Linked DNA regions of Sus scrofa: region 2 is linked to region 1. A link is a contact called in public HiChIP or PLAC-seq data. All regions are on one chromosome and are shown on one strand. Each heading gives the region's core, a stretch centred on a gene start, on an enhancer-like site or on the middle of the called end of the contact. The rest is flanking DNA. Distances are from core to core; before and after follow the strand shown.

Region 1 (5,675 bases), core at 2,740-5,239:
TTAGCAGTATTCAAGAGAACAAAGAGGGAGTTCTGTTGTGAGTCAGCAGAAATGAATCAGACTAGTATCCACGAGGACACAGGTTTGATCCCTGGCCTCGCTCAGTGGGATAAGGGTCCTGCGTTGCCATGAGCTGTGGTCGCAGATGTGGCTCAGATCTGTTGTTGCTGTCGCTGTAGTGTAGGCCAGCAGCTACAGCTCCAACTCAACCCCTAGCGTGGGAACCTCCATATGCTGCAGGTATGGCCATAAAAAGACAAGAAGATGGACAGACAGACAGACAGAAAGAAAGAGAGAAAGAAAATGCCTTAGAGATCTGGGGTAAGACTAAGCAAAACAGCATTTGTAAAGCATGTAGCATAAGTACAATAAATAACCCCTGACCTCCCCTCCCACTATACGTGGCACTGGCTGTGGGTCTAGCCATTGAAGGGTGGAGCTACTTATTAGGTGATTAGTAATGAAAGAAAGAAAGAAAGAAAGAAAGAAAGAAAGAAAGAAAGAAAGAAAGAAAGAGAGAAAGAGAGAAAGAAAGAAAGAAAGGAAGGAAGGAAGGGAAGGGAAAGGAAAGGAAAGGAAAGGAAGAAAGAAAAGAAAGAAAGAAAGAGAAAGAAAGAAAAAGGAAGGAAGGAAGGAAGGAAGGAAGAAAGAAAGAAAGAAAGAAAGAAAGAAAGAAAGAAAGGGAAGGGAAAGGAAAGGAAAGGAAAGGAAGAAAGAAAAGAAAGAAAGAAAGAGAAAGAAAGAAAAAGGAAGGAAGGAAGGAAGGAAGGAAGGAAGGAAGGAAGAAAGAAAGAAAGAAAGAAAGAAAGAAAGGGAAAGGAAAGGAAAGGAAAGGAAGAAAGAAAAGAAAGAAAGAAAGAGAAAGAAAGAAAAAGGAAGGAAGGAAGGAAGGAAGGAAGGAAGGAAGGAAGGAAGGAAGGAAGGAAGGAAGGAAGAAAAGAAAAGAATTTGTGCTTAATGTTAACTTAGGAACATTGACAAACATGTAATTTTTGTTTTTTATAAACTGACTCATCCAGTCCATGCCAAAAGATGAATAAAAATATCGAAAGGCCAGTGAAAGTTGAACTTGCTACCCATTACCTAATCTAGGCACAAGAGAAAGCTATAAATCACTATTCTTTCACTGCCAAGACAGGAGAGGTAGCTTTAAATGTGTAATATTTAGAGACTACTAGCTCTGGCAATAGGGTAGAAGCTCTCGCATCACAAGTATCTAGAAACAGTGATAAAATATCACCAAATAGCTTTACAATAATTAAATACATTGCTAAGTAAGCAAGAAAAAAATCCCCCAATTCAGAAAAGGAAAAGGAAATTGGGTAGTTTTGAGGTATGCCATCAACCCAAAACATACCACAAACGCCATGGGACTGAGCATTATTCTCACACTTGGACAGAAAAAGCACGGGAAATGAGTACAATGAATCCCCTATGAAACTTTCAAATGGCTGTATGTTCTGTGAAAGAAGGATCAGAAAAAAATATGGCTGGGGGCCCAGAAAGACAACAACTAAGGAAGGTTAGTTCAATTCAAGCTCTGAGCTCTGGGTACAAGAGAGAGCATAAGAGGAGGCAGATGAGTAAAAAATCCTAGAATAAATTAAAAGGCCAAGGTGGACTGCCCAAATTTACATTACCAGAAGTCCCCAAGCTAAGAAATAGAAAAAAGTTTAAGTTCAGAATTTGGGGAAACTCTGAAAAAGAGTAAGTGATGAGTAGCTCTATGAAATATTTAAGTGTATGATAAAGGAAAATACACATATCAATGGACTGGAACAGAAAGTTCAAAAACAGACCCAAAACATACAAAGGATTTCAAATAGAATAAAGGCGCACATTAAATCAGATCAAAAGACAGACATCGATAAATGATGTTGGAACAACTGAATAGCTATCTAGAAAAAATAAAGTTTATTTTTTCAACACTTTCATGCTTTACAAAAGAATAAATTCCAAGTGGATCAAAAACTTACATGCACAAGAACTTTAACATGTAACTCGGAAGTCAAAAAAGACCAAACTGGCAGATTCAACTACATAAAAACATTTAAAACATAATCCAAAGTCAGTAAAACGAAAGACAATCTAATCTGGAAAACAAAAACAAACCAAGAACAAAAACAGCGAACTACTTACAATTCATTAGATCCAAGCAAAGGTCTAATTTTCCTAATATACAAAGAGAAAGAAAAAAAGACCAAAAGCCAAATAAGGCAAAATATATGGATAGTTCCCAGAAAATGTAATACAAATGGTTCATTCATGATATGAAAAACATACATAAAAAGTTCATAGAGATAACCATTTCCCTTCTATGTAACTTGGAAAGATCAAATATTTGAAAAGATGCTGTGTTAGGAGAAAAAGTGGTACCATGTATTATGAATAGAAAATGTGAAATAGCCCAAATTACAATATCTATTAAAATTCTAAATTCACAGATCCTTTGATTTAGTCGTTTCACCTAGGAATTTATTCCATAGTATATGTTTAAATGAAGAGAAATACTTAAATATTCTCAGTATTAGTAAGGAAGAAAATAAATATGGTTTTGCCTGGTTATCTGTTTCCAAAAACATATTATCAATTTTATAACAACTTAAGAAAAACCCAGGAAATCTGTTCATAAACAGAGCAAATGTCTGTTTATGGCATTTTATATCATTATATAAAATGAATTTTTATCATTATAATTTTAGAAATATTCATTTTACATCTTTCCACATATGCTATAGTCCATTTAGTCAATAGTTACTGAAGAACATATACAAGGAAATAAAGGGTGGTAATATCTAAGAACTATAAAAATATAACTCCATGTGGACTATTCTAACATAAATATACTTATTTATAAATCAATGTAAGTAATAAGTTGACATGTCTATTACATAAAAAAATCTATGAAGTACTTAAATTCTCCTTCACATGCAGCTTTTTAAGAGAGATAACACAATAAAAAGGAGTATTCAGAGAGTTTACTTTTGAAAAACAAAAATCAATTGAAAACAGGGATGGGTAATTAATTGGCTATAACAGGATATTAACCACAGCAAGATTTGATGATATGTGGCAAAAAAAAAAGCTCATTAAATATCCGTGTACTAGTGATTTACTTAACAAATCCTGAGAGATAAGTGGATTTTTTAAAACCATCTTATTTATTGATTTTGTTTTCCATTGCTCAAACCATATCTAGTGTGTTAGGCAAAGCCGCTTTCAACAAGGAAATTAATGAGCAGGTTGGTTGCAGCCATCACTGCAAAATGATCAATAATTTTACCAGAAAAATAGGAATGTAGTAATGTCTACATTTACATTTGGTACCAGTAAAAATAAATTTTAGAATAAGTGAACCTTAACAAAAACCATGAAGATCTTACACAATTAAAATATATACATGAAGAGTACAGCAACCATCCATCAAAAATGGTCAGTCATTAATTACTGGTTCTCCCTCTCTCTAGAGAGAGCACCAATAATTAATTTACAGTTAATAATTCACATTTACAATTAATTTCCCCTTCAGAATTACCCTTTGCTCTATTTGTCCCAACTAACTAAAATTCAATGGATCACTTGTCATTTCTAGGGTATAAAGGCAATGGGGAACTGGTGGACAGTTAATGAGAAAATATAACTGGGTGCTAAATTGAGCCAGACTGACTTCTGAGGATTCTTTCCCCCTCACTTCCAGAGAAAGCTCATTCTATCGCTTGCCTTTAAACAAATATCTCTAACGCAATGTCAATAATATGTCTTAAGACTTTTGTTTGTTTGTTTTGAACAAAAGACAGTACACAGTTACATTATAAAATAACATTTAAATTTAATTATGTGCTATATGTCAGATCATGGTGGAAGACAGTGACTAACTTTTTAGTTTGTTTCCTTTTAAAAAATAAATCTTAAGGGATTGGGGGGCAGGTAAAATCAGAGAAAGTTCAGAAAGGAAGTAGCATTAAGGGCTCCTTTCCAGAATATCCTTCCTTACCCTCTATAATTTTAAAAGTCCAGCCATGAATCTGTCTCTTCCTCAACCCAACAGGCTGATCTTTAATCAACTCCTACTACTGTAAAATTTAGCCCTGAATTTTATAAGGTCTTGTATCACTTGATAGATTTTACACATACTACCTATCTCCACAGTATAACTGTGTGAAGTGTGACAGGTGAAACATGCATCTAGCTGCAGCCACAGCCGCCACCACCATCTCAGTACTGGGCACACTGCCTAGTACAAAAAGATGCCGAGGTAACACATAGTGTATCAAATGACCAACTACTAACATAGTCAACAAAATCTATGATCTCTTGCAGGAGGTGAACAGATACAAATACCATGTAAAATGTATTTGATTTATCTTTTTGTAGGAAGTGAACAAAACAGACAAAAACATCCCCCTAAAAGAGTTTACAGTCCATTGGAGATAGACAAGGAGTAATGACTAGAAGGTAAGTGCAAGAGGAAAAAATACACAGCAGGGACAGGAGGAGCAGCTGGCGTGTGGTACGTGTGTTTGAGGGAGGTGGGGATCAGGGGTGTTGGCACTGTTAAAATTCCCAGAGTGTCAAGTCTAGCCATGCACTGGGGTGTGTGTGTGCGTGTACACTTGTACACGCACATTATCACTCAAACGTGAGAAAAATTCAAAATAAAGTACAGATTCCATGGAAAAATAAAAGTTTATACTTGAGAATACATACTTCAGTTGGAGCTTTCTTTCTAAATTAGATACACTGAAAGAGTGCTGCTGGCAAAAAAATCATTTGTTTGAAAAGAAAGAAAAAGTAGAAGAAAATGAAATAAGCAGCCAAAAGAAAAAGTTGCTTGGAGACAGCCTGTGTCTGTAACAGCAGAGTATCAGTTCTACAGAATAAATTTAAATCTGATTGACTTTTCTGAGAACTATGTTTTTCACTTTTCTTATGTCAGATTTATAAAAATGATACAGACATTAATTTTATAGATTGCCTCTGCTGACAGTACTTAGGAGCTGTATCTATATCCAAGTTTGAGGGAGTGATATAATTAAATTTCAAATCTAGAAAAATAAATTCATGAGACAAGTATCCTGCGTTGGCACTTTCTTGTTCAAAAATCCGCTCTGTTAATAAGAGAGGAGAGTAATTTTCATTAAAGTGTGCCTATAAAAATAAAAGCACATAGCTGTCTCTTTCCACGCAATGTAAGCAACTAACTCTAGGAATCTTTTAATTATCTTTAAAAAAAAAATCTCAGAGAGTTTCAGAAAATTGCAAAAGAAAAACAACTTATTCTAAGCATGACAGAACAAGACTTGAATAGCATATCCCTAAAGAGAAATAACATGCTGCTGTCTTATAAATTTTGTGCAAGAAATCAGATGCTTCTTCTGATACATAAACAAAAATGAACTAGTGAAAATTTAAAAGACTGCTTTAAAGAAGAAAAAAATTTTGTTATCTTTCTAGTAACAGTACCATTGGATTTAGTGCATTCTAAAGCATATAAATGTGCGATTATTTGGATGCTGCAGACTTATCCACACACATTTATGAGTTTTCTGAAGAGAGCAGTGATGGGGTTCCACTTGACAGCCACAATGGGCCACAGAGTACTCAACACACTGATCCTAATTTTTTTGTTTTGTTTTGTTTTGACTATACACACACCCACTAAAACAGTGCTGTGT
Region 2 (5,751 bases), core at 2,813-5,312, 140 kb before region 1:
GGAGGAGAACATAGAGGAAACGTGCTGGTTCCATCACGTGTATCAGGATTACACACAGTCACTCTGCCTCACCACTGTCAGCGTTGACCTTGATCACCTCACTCTTTTTTTTTTGCTCTCTTCCCATGTGGTCCTCTTTGAAAGAAAACCACAGGTGTGGCCACGCATAGGGAGTAGGTAGGACGCCTCAGGCCAAAGAACCAGTTAGACAGGGACACAACCCCACTTAGCAGCAGACAGGCTGTCTAAAGACTAAAGAGCCCACAGCCACCTCTGGACATGCCCCTAGACTTAGCCCAGCCCCTGCCAGCAGAAAGCCCGACAAGCCTCTAGACTGGCCTCACCCACCAGGGGACAGATACCAGAAGCAAGAAAGGGACTTTTCCACAACACAGGCCAGACCCTACCCTGGGACCAGCTGGGCCTTGGCCCTGCCCACTAGCAGGCCAACGCAACTTTTGGGACACCCCAGACTCGATACCAAACTGTATCAGGACTGGCACCACCCCTTGCTACCCCCTCAATGATCTGAAACAAGCTCTGGGATTCCTAGGTCCTACAGCCAGACTCCAGGAACCAGTTCTGCCTGCCAGTAGTCTGGCACTAACCCTAAGATCTGGCTTCACCTTCCAGTGGGTGGGCAACAGCCCCAGAGTCTTCAGAACCCTGACTCTGCCCACCAGTGAGCCAGCACTAGCCCTGGGGTGCCCTAAAATCTGCAACCAGCCACCTCATGACAAGGCACCACTAGAGAGCAGCCAGCTGCATCCGTACAAGCCAGAGCTTGGCAACCAACCAGATTAAGCGGCCAGCCAAGCCTACCAGACAACATACATAGTAGTCCTGTCACAACAGAAGGACCCAGGCAGCCCTCTTAGGGGAACCCCTAGAGTATATAGCTTGGATGATGAGAGGTGAGTGCTCTGTTTGGATACATAAGGCATCCCCTATAGAAGGCCACTTCTCCAAGGTCAAGGAATGTAATTAGCCTACCACATACATAATAATACAAATAGCAATTTAGACACAATGAGGCAGCAGAGGGATATATTGCAGACAAAGGAACAAGATAAAACCACAGAAGAACTAAGTGAAGTGGAGACAGGCCATCTACCCAAGAAAGAGTTCAGAGTAATGAAAATAGATCAAATAGCTCAAGAAGAGAATTGATGCACAGAGCAAGAAATTAACAAAGAGTCAGAAAATATAAAGAACAACCAAAGATGAAGAATACAATAGCTGAAAATACACTGGAAGGAATCAATAGTAGACTAAATGACTCAGAAATGGATCCGTGAGCTGGAAGACAGAGTAGTAGAAATCATTACCATTGAAAAGAAAAAAGAATGAAAAGAAATGAGGACAGTGGGGTTTTTTGTTTTGTTTTTTTTTTTGCATATAGAAATTCCCAGGCTAGGGGTAGGGGTCTAATCAGAGCTATAGCTGCTGGCCTACACCACAACCACAGCAACTCGGGATTCCAGCCACGTCTGCAACCTACACAACAGCTCACAGCCAATGCCAGATCCTTAACCCATTGAGGAAGGCCTGGGATCAAACCTGCGTCCTCAAGGATACTAGTCAGGTTCGCTAACCACTGAGCCACAACAGAAACTCCTAGGACAGGTTAAGAGACCTTTGCAACAACATCAAGTGCACTAATATTTGGATTATAAGGGTTCCAGAAAGAAAAGAGAGAAAGGGCTTGAGAAAATATTTGAAGAGATATTACTCAACAATAAAAAAAAAGGATGAAATAATGCTACTTGCAGCAACATGAATGGACCTAGATATTATCATACCCATCGAAGTAAGTCAGACAGAGAAGTAAAACTACCATATGGGATCACGTCTATGTGGAATCTAAAAAAATGAAAAAATGCTGCTCACTTGCTCCATCTCCATACCCTGCTGTTTTTTCTTCATAACACTTATCCTTTTTTTTTGTTTGCTTGTTTTTGTTTTTGTCTTTTTTGGGGTCGTTACCACTGAGCCACGATGGGAACTCCCTGACAGCGTTTTATATGCCATTTTGCTCCTTGTCCATCCTTGCTCTGTGTCTATTCTTAGAACAGTGAGTGGTGCTCAGTAGTTGTTGAAGGGGCAAAGTCTAAGGGTCTCTCCTCTTTTCCCACAAAGAGGTTCTACATTTATACCCTGCATCTCTGCCAGTGTCTTCTCTTGGCCCTTTCACTTCTCCACCTTGCTCTGCATCCTGGGAGACTGTACACACGGCGTCAAATTGGAGCTACAGCTGCCAGCCTATGCCAGAGCCACAGCAATGCCAGATCTGAACCTCGTCTGCGAGCTACACCATAGCTCACGGCAACACCAGATCCTTAACCCGCTTATCGAGGCCAGGGATCAAACCCACCATCCTCATGGTTCCTAGTCGGGTTCATTAACCATTGAGCCATGAAGGGGACTCCTGCAGTTACATCTTTGGGCACCTTGCTTTCTGACTTTGGCTGGGGCCAGTTGTGACCACTGGCAGGAGAATGAGGTCAGGTCACGGAGTTTATTTTCTTGCCAGTTCCCTGTGGTTACCTCAGGTTTCACATCTATCAACTGAAGGTCAAAAATCAGCTGTCTCTCCTTCCCTTCTCTCTGCTCAGCCCTTTGGGGAGAGGAGTGATAACATTTCTATTACTAGTCTCTGGTAGACTAACTATCCTTTTGTGGTTTCCTTACACCCTGCTCTGGCCTATGTAAATCATCCTTTTATTAAATCCCCTTAGAGTGATCCTAATTTGCGTGTGCCATCTGTTTCCTGCTGGGACTCTGACAGGGTCCCTATTTGTAAATAATGATTTTAATAACTCTCTGAATCCCATTAGTGCCTTGACACTCAAATGTGGCTGTGGCCAGCAGCATGCCATCACCTGGGAGCTTCTAAGATATGCAGAATCTCAGTGCTCACCCCAGACCTACCAATCCAGGATTAGCACTTTTTTTTTTTTTTTTTTTTTTTTTTGTCTTTTTGTTGTTGTTGTTGTTGTTGCTATTTCTTGGGCCGCTCCCTCGGCACATGGAGGTTCCCAGGCTAGGGGTCCAATCGGAGCTGTAGCCACCGGCCTACGCCAGAGGCACAGCAACGCAGGATCCGAGCTGCGTCTGCAACCTACACCACAGCTCACGGCAATGCCGCATCGTTAACCCACTGAGCAAGGGCAGGGACCGAACCCGCAACCTCATGGTTCCTAGTCGGATTCGTTAACCACTGTGCCACGACAGGAACTCCCAGGATTAGCACTTTTAAAAGATCCCCTGGCAATTCCTATGCACATTAAAGTCTAAACATTAAAGTATCTGAATTTTACTTAAGCTTTTTGGGTACAAAAATCCCAAAGACTCACTCAGACTAGCTCAGGCAATGGGGTCTTACACCCCTGGTAGTGAAGGAGACCGACTCTTACAGAAATCTAAGACTAGGACCCAGGATAAGGTGAAGGTGCTTGGAGACAGGAGCCGGGAGGTCCAGATGGATCTCAGAAGCTCAACAAGGGGAATCTGCGAGGCTTTGCTGCTCTGGCCTGGATGCACCACTCTGTATGTACTTGCTTCAAATGTCTTGATCGGTTGAATCCCTCACCATTTACTCTTGATCTTTCGCCAGAGTTCTTTTCCACTTACAGCTTTGCCTAACTTCTAATCTGAGTTCACTTATGCCCATGATATGCTCTTGGTCTGCCTCATAACCTTATTTTGCTGATTACCTACATTTCAGTTTCAGAGAATAAGAACATTATTTGCCCAATTTGTCCCTGTTTGGGCAGAGTTTTTTGCACCATCCTCTCTCCCAGACTAATGGCTAGGCTTTGGGTTAGCTGCCAATTCCTGATTCAGCAGGCACTGGGTAATAGGGTATAAAACATATAGCACTCTGCCCTGGGCTGTCTGAGCAGCAGGTGCTATGGAAGAAACTCACACTATGATTACATGTCTAGTGAAAATGGTCTTAAAAAAAATATGAAGCAGGGTTTTCAAAATCTTGGTTGCTGGCTTCCCCCCTTTAGATCCCTCTCTCTCCACCTGCCCACCTTCCTCCCCACGCTTCCCAGGAACATCTGCATCCTCTGGCAGACTCTGAGAGCCAGGGAGATGACTTTTCATGTTCAGGGGATTTCAAGTGTTGTATAACAAAATTAATTACATTTAATTAAACTTATCCATTTTTTATAGCTCCAAACCAATCTAAAATGCCATGTTAAGCTTATGAGATGGCAATCCTCCAAAGGACTCTGCTGCTGGGTGTATCCGCTTGCAGGGACTTACGCGTCTTAGGGATCATTTTACGTGAGCGAGTCTGATGAATGGCCTCTCGCCCTCAGCTAAGCATCGAGCAAGGATTAGCTTCTGGTCCTAGGCCAAGACACTACCCCTGGCCTCCCTCCTTCCTGCACTCCAGCAACAGCTTTCTCACTCACACAAAAATCTTCCTTTTCCTGCCTGCTCTCTTTACAATGCACTAAAATTAGGAATTTGCTTCTCTCTTCCCCCCAGTACATGACAGCAGGGGAGGGGACTGTTGCATTTTTCACGAGTATGCGTGCAGGGCTGGCGTGCGGTATTTGCTGAATGAACACTTTTTGAATGACTGAATGAATGTTGCTGCTCAATGGTTAAGTGCTTCCTCACTTTTTCCTGTGAAGAACCCCAAGTCTCAGTGGATTTTCCTGCTCCCCAAGATTTGGAGATGGCTGTAGGTCTGTTTCACACTTCTCACCTGGTGCCCAGCTGGAAGCAGTGTCTCCTCTCTTGTCCATGCTGGAAGGCAGGCGTGCAAGAGGGCTGATGGAAGCATCAGAGCACCTTAAAGCCTCTGCTTCTAAGGGGCAGTCCCTTGCACTGCACTCCAACTCCGCGGGCTGGAGTCAGTCCCTCAGCCGAGCCCAAAGGAGCAGAGTGGGAACATCATGCTTCTCCAAGGAAAGGAGGGGCTGGGTGCTTTCTGCTGAATAACAACAACCAAGCTTTCTATCAGCGCTTCCGGTCTTCTAATTCTTTTTCAAATCAGCAAACTAAAACCCTCGATAGTAGAGGGGATCCATTCAGTTCTGGGAATACAACAGAATTCAAAGTAGTTTATACAAAAAAAAAAAAAAAAAAAAAAAAAGGGCTTACTGACCCACAGCTGGGAAGTACAAGTAGATTCAGTTGAGGCCAAAGGGCTCAAACAATGCCACCAAAGCTCTTTCTCCATCTCTCCACTCTGCTCACTTCAGTGTGTTGGCCTTATTCTCCCCAACCTCCGAGAGGGGGCCTCCATTTAACCAGGAGAAATGGCTGCCAAAGGCCCCAGATCCACATCCTCCCCCTTTTTTAGAAATTTCCCAGGGGTAAGGAATTTTTCTTTCATAGTCTGCATTTCACTCTCAAGGAAGGAGTTATTCTGTCCCTTTCTGACATATCTCCATCTCTGGGCCAATCCCTGTGTCCAAGAAGTGGGCTAACTTGGCTGTGCCATCCTGCCTCCACCACAGCCAAAACAGTAACTAATTTAGTCTATTGAAATATAGATTTGTTGGGAGTTCCCGTTGTAATGCAGCAGAAATGAATCTGACTAGGATGCATGGCCTCACTCAGTGAGGGGATCTGGTGTTGCCATGAACTGTGGTGTAGGTCACCCATGTGGCTTGGAGCTGGTGGTGCTGTGGCTGTGGTATAGGCCAGCAGCTGCAGCTCTGAATCAATCCCTAGCCTGGGAACTTCCCTGTGCCTCAGGTGCAGCTTTAAAAAGCAAAAAAGGAA

The links. HiChIP or PLAC-seq counts read pairs in DNA pulled down with a chosen protein or histone mark.
Region 2: a contact with region 1 is called in an H3K27ac HiChIP or PLAC-seq map of skeletal muscle. The contact joins two enhancer-like sites. A contact is called at or near these places in 2 of 47 Hi-C or Micro-C datasets (both in skeletal muscle) and 1 of 2 datasets of contacts at active chromatin or transcription factors (skeletal muscle).

Annotation. Positions count from the first base shown.
Region 1 is chr9:37,132,020-37,137,694 of Sscrofa11.1, reverse strand. All of the region lies in intron 13 of DDX10 (probable ATP-dependent RNA helicase DDX10), which reads right to left. Among named protein-coding and RNA genes, the nearest start is that of DDX10, 130 kb to the right of the region's middle. Within about 2 kb of position 3,989, at least 1 of the 83 cell types and tissues checked has an H3K27ac peak or open chromatin away from gene starts, as enhancers often do. A contact at or near this core is called in skeletal muscle, where this site is marked.
Region 2 is chr9:37,267,837-37,273,587 of Sscrofa11.1, reverse strand. No RefSeq gene overlaps it. Among named protein-coding and RNA genes, the nearest start is that of C9H11orf87, 27 kb to the left of the region's middle. Within about 2 kb of position 4,062, at least 2 of the 83 cell types and tissues checked have an H3K27ac peak or open chromatin away from gene starts, as enhancers often do. A contact at or near this core is called in skeletal muscle, where this site is marked.